2 separate regions of the Mus musculus genome follow, and region 2 is linked to region 1. A link is a contact called in public capture Hi-C data. All regions are on one chromosome and are shown on one strand. Each heading gives the region's core, a stretch centred on a gene start, on an enhancer-like site or on the middle of the called end of the contact. The rest is flanking DNA. Distances are from core to core; before and after follow the strand shown. Region 1 has its middle 27 kb from the start of Serpinb11. Region 2 has its middle 5.8 kb from the start of Serpinb8.

Region 1 (2,700 bases), core at 145-2,644:
CTCAAACTACTTACAGCCATGAGTTCTTATACCACCCTTTGATCTGAACCCAATAATAGAAAACATATTTATTGATTTATTGATTGATTCAGTCATTCTTTTATGTATGAGTGCTCTGTCTTCATGTACACATGCATGCCAGAAGAGGGCAACAGATCCCTTTTATAGATGGTAATAAGTCACCATATGTTTGCTCAACCACTGAGCCACCTCACCAGCCCCTGAAAATATAAATTTTAAAATAAGTTTTCTTGACTTGTGAATATTACAAAAATTTCCTAAGTGCTGAGAATCAATGACCATTGATTATACAGTTATCAAGTTTGTTGTTTCACTGGATCAATAGAGACACATTGTAGACCTGCCTTCTTCCTTCACTTATTTTGTCAGCCTCTATTCACAGACAGTAATGTATATAATTGTCCTCTGAGAGGCTCCACTCAGACGACAATGGAAATAGATGTAGAGACCCACAGCCAAACACAGGGGAAGGATTGAGGAACCCAAAGAGGCTAGGGACTCACAAAAAACACCAACAGAGTTAACTATCCTGTCCCCTTGTGGGTTCCTAGAAACTGAACCACAAACGACAGAGCATACAAGGGCTGGACCTAGTCCCCCCATGCCCCACACATATGTAGTAGATATGCAACTTGGTCCTCATGCAGGTCCCCCAACAACTGGAATGGGGTCTTACCCTGACTCTGTTGCCTGACTCTGGATTCTGTTCCCCTAACTGGGATACTTTGTCTGGCCTCAGTGTTATATGACTTCTAAGTCAAGACCACTAAAAGCATTGAATTTTTTTTGGGGGGGGGGGTTCAGGTGAGGCTGTGTTTCTAGGTAAAATCCCAGGGACTGACTAACATGGTGTGAGGAATTCCAAAAGAGCAAATGAGGGGATCCCAGATGGAGAAGGCCCAAGTCAGCGTGCACAGAACAGCCTGATTGCTTCATCCTCACTCTCTAGTACTGTCTGGCTGCACTTGCCTGTTAGTGCCCCAAACCAGAACCACCCACCTAAGCTCTTCACAAACAAAGCATTCAAAGCTCTAAAGGCATGACATTAGGCTGCTGAATTAGAGAACACTGTGACATGAAGCCATAATAACTGAGACCAGAACTGAGAGCTAAGATTATACCTTCCTCTTATGTGGCCTGGGGGAAATTGCTTAATCTTTCTGAGTTTCCGTTTTTTAAACTTGAGATTGTGTTTGAAATATCATCTATTTCCTTGGGTTGCCTTGAGAAGAGAATACTGTTAAATACTATTAAGTACCAGATACAGAGAGTAAGACCTCAATAAATGTTGTTAATTATTATGTAACAGAGTATAGTCCTCAGGGTATTTTAATGTGTTATTTGTTGTTTATTTATATTTAAGTAATCATGCCTTTCTTGCTTCTTTTAGTGTCTGGATTAATAAAGAGCTTAAACAATTGTAAACCACTTCCTATGGTGACCTATTGGTACAATTTTCTCACTTATCTTTTTGCCGTGTTGACTGGGCTCCTGTCTCTGCAGGTACCCATATGCAAGGCCAGGCCAGTTGTCATTGTTTGAGGACTGCTGGCCCTGGAGCTAACAGAACAACTGTTGTTCTCTTGGGCTTCATCCATGATGTTGCCAGTCCTGTATGCCCCAAACTGTCCACATGGTGAGAAGATAAAGATGGTCACCATCTCCCACCTGGCTTGAGATTGCTCAATGACTTTTGCTGTGCATAACAGACCTTCTCAGAAACCATTTATGCTTTCTGTATCCTGCTCTGATTTCAGACCAAGCCCTACTAGATCCACTCCCACCGCTATTTCATTTCATAGTAAGATACATATACAACAATGTCTAATGATGTTTCTTACATCACAGAGCTTGCCTAAGGACCCAGTACAGATATTAATAGTATCTACTGTGAGTATATGCTATAAAGAAGACAATTTGGGCATTCACTCAGGATAAGCTGACACCCTGGCTGGTGAACCTGAACTCAACACCCACATCTAAGGATCTGAAGAGGGAACTGAAGATTTTGCTATGGAAGTTGGAAAATGGGAATATCTGCATGTTCCTGGTTACCTCATATCTAACCCCAGTCTGACCACTCTCTCATTCACTGGGTAAGGGCTAGATTCAACAGATGCCATAGGATTCAGAGAGAGAAAGTTCAGGGTACCACTAGCAGAAACTAAACGGGTACCTTCCTGGCAACTGGGTGCTTGCTTGGATGTCTAAGTCTTAGTAAGATAAAAAGTCAGGAAAGTTCATATATCCTTTGTACCACTTTTTTAGTGAGCAAAGCAGTCTTAGTTGAAATGATGGAACGTGATGCTACCAACAGCTATCATGGCCACCATATGAAAGTGAAAAGTTAATCCCAGAGAGTTTGAAAGTGTGAGAGGAGGAGGCAGAGGCAGTAGTCGATTTCAGATGGATCACCAAGTATCTCTGAGAGTCTGTCTAGAAACAAACTATTAGTTTTGTGTGGCCTAGAAAACATATGTCATAGATAGTCACAAGAAGATCCTATCAAAATAGTATTAACAGATTTATCAGTAGTTTGAATCTGGAACCTAGAATTCTTGTCAAATCCTGTTTTAATAAACGTTACCTCAGCATACTTACTACTCCCTAACAAACCTATGTTTAAACATTTATGGTCAAAGATACCTGAGGAATAGAATGAGAGACTCTTTGTGTGGT
Region 2 (2,700 bases), core at 6-2,505, 190 kb before region 1:
TTCAGTTACTGTTTTATGAGCCCTAGCCTGTCAAACTAAATTAACAACATATTTCTATTGGATCCATTGATAAAAATAAATTTAAAAATAAAAATCATACTATCTTATGCATTTTACCATTTTTGTGGCTACTATCTATTGACCTTAACTCTATATTTCTTTGCTGGAAAGTAATTGAAGGCTGAGAAATATTAAGATAGAATACATAAAAGAATGCTATTAATATCTCAAATATAAAATAATTATTAAAAATTAACAAGAAAACTGTGTAAAACCTTGAAAAACATGTAGCTGGTATTTGTGTATTAAACAGATTCACAACAACATAAGATAAACACCAGAAAAGCTGTTCAGTCCCATTAATAATTAATATTCAGAAGGGAAAACAGTAGCTAGTGCTGAGGATAGTAGATGGAAATAAATAATTCATGTATACCCCTGGGTATTGCATGGTGAAAAGCAATTACCGTGTTTATTAAAATTTCAAAGTTTCCTTTCCCGCTCCCTCCCTCCTAAAATCCACCTTAAAACTGGCTGACATACTGAGAATAAGGGACTGCACAATGTTCATCATAGCAGTCAGGAATCATTGCGGGAAGAGGAAGTGGAAAGATAAAAATCTAGAGGCAGTAAATAACTTCAAGGAAACCATGTTTTCCAGAAAAAAACAGGGTGGTAGAGCTTATGAATTCACAATGATTGTGACAGCATGCACAAGACTTGCACATGCACAAACCAAACAAAATTGTAGGTTGAAAGGAGGAGACACAAATGAAATCCCATGCCTAGTTGAGGAACTATTGGCATTTGAAAGCTGTTATGTGATGAAGGGTTAGTGATATTTAAACAGGTTGACCCAACTCCAGAGAATCCCCACTCCAATAGTAGTCTTGCAACAGAAACTGCATTTGGTTTGGAGCAATAAATAGAAGAAAATTCAAACCTGAGTGTATAGGGAGCCAAAAGTGGAAGGGATGGATGAGGAGTTGGGAGAGAGGAATGAGGATAGTCAAAACACATTGTGGAAACTCTTAAAGAATTGAGAAAAAAATGGGAAGAAGCTAGAAGTAAAACAACAACAATAACACAAACAAAAATGCAGTGTTAGGGCAATGCAGTAATAAAATCAGTCAAAGGAAAAGGAAATAGTTTCAATGCTTGGAAACCCATTACAATATTTATACATGTGAAGAAGTATGCAAGTGTCTGTCACATTATTGAAAATGATGACTAAGAACACTGATTCTGATCACTTCCTCTTTTTGACTCATTCATATGCAACTGTTCTAGCTCTATGTTCTTCCAGAAGTAGCCATCTAAGCATCACAAAGCTTTGGACAATATTTGCTACAAGTCCCATTTGGCAGAGGAAAAACTGAACTGGGAGTTTGGTGAGGTCTTTAAATGCCTACCTGAATGGCAGCCCATCTGTGGGAACTGACAGCTCGTGGTCATCACCTCCTACTCCCCACCACATCACTCTCAATGACTCTCCAGTGAAAAACATGACTTGCAGAGAGGAAGTTACCAGATGTTTCTCCAAAGAAACTGTTAGCAATTCTAAACAAGTACTGACTTCCCCTTTTGCTCATGCCAGGGGTAAGCAAATGGAAATCTTCATGAACTTTATGACCCTGTTAGATTAAAAAATCAGAGAAGAACCCTTTGTGGTATGTTATCTTTTAATACCAACACATATAATGTTGACACCGTCAAATTTTTGGAAGAACCACATCCAAATTTTAGCAGCCACCCCAACTCCCATTTTAGAATTCTCCCAAAGGTTTGCTCCAATTGCTTCCCAAGGGAAACCAAAATTCTGTAAGAATTAGTACAAATGGGAATGACTTTCTCAACCCCAGACTAAATAACTCAAGTTATTAATGCATGTTGGTGGTGGGAGTTTACCTGCAGATGTGGCTTTCAACTGTAGCTGTCAACTCTTCTTATACATAGTGTTTGGTAAATTGAAACAATCTAAAGTCATAGCTCAATTAGATTGGCCTTCAGACAAACTTGTGGGACATTTTATTGACTAATGATTGATGGTGGGGCGTCAGGCCAATTATATGTTTGATTCCACCCCTAGGTGGTGGGCCTGGTTTGTATAAGAATTCAGTCTGAGAAAACCATGAGGAACAAGTCAGTAAGCAACATGCTTACTCCATAGTTCCTCTGTACCTTCTGGTTCCTACCTCAGTGTTTTAGTCCTGCTCCTGTCCTGACATTCATCAGCAATGGAATTTGACTTGAGAGTTTTAAGCTAAAATAAACTCTTTCCTTCTTGGCCATTGTGTTTTTATCACAGCAATAGAAACCCTAAATAAGACACAAGATATTCCTATTATCTCTATTATCTATATATTCTCTCTCCTGCACTGGGGAACTCACTTTGAGACCAGCTGTGAGCTATAGAAAGCAGAAGTGACACTTGCATAGACATAGTTCTTACAAAAATGAAGAGTTTCCACTTTCAATGACTCATAATTCAACAACCAAAATATAGGAAGTCTAAACTACCATAGGAAATGCCACATAAAAGGATTCTAGTGGAATCAAAAGGTCCTTTGTTCCTTGTAGAAGGGTTGATCCCTCTACTGTGAGTAATTCAGGCTTTCTTGGTTCTCACATCCCAGCTTCTAGCTACATCACCCACATGAGTGAGCTTCTAGCCTCCAAGGGTGTACAAGAAGTGGTACC

What was found. Capture Hi-C pulls out chosen DNA fragments and counts their contacts.
Region 2: a capture Hi-C map of bone marrow-derived macrophages shows a contact between it and region 1, with 4 times the contacts expected there. The contact joins two enhancer-like sites. A contact is called at or near these places in 2 of 484 Hi-C or Micro-C datasets (the HPC-7 cell line and bone marrow-derived dendritic cells) and 1 of 9 other capture datasets (bone marrow-derived macrophages).

Annotation. Positions count from the first base shown.
Region 1 is chr1:107,388,370-107,391,069 of GRCm38.p6, reverse strand. No RefSeq gene overlaps it. Among named protein-coding and RNA genes, the nearest start is that of Serpinb11, 27 kb to the right of the region's middle. Within about 2 kb of position 1,394, at least 47 of the 459 cell types and tissues checked have an H3K27ac peak or open chromatin away from gene starts, as enhancers often do. A contact at or near this core is called in the HPC-7 cell line and bone marrow-derived macrophages, where this site is marked.
Region 2 is chr1:107,582,841-107,585,540 of GRCm38.p6, reverse strand. No RefSeq gene overlaps it. Among named protein-coding and RNA genes, the nearest start is that of Serpinb8, 5.8 kb to the left of the region's middle. Within about 2 kb of position 1,255, at least 60 of the 459 cell types and tissues checked have an H3K27ac peak or open chromatin away from gene starts, as enhancers often do. A contact at or near this core is called in the HPC-7 cell line and bone marrow-derived macrophages, where this site is marked.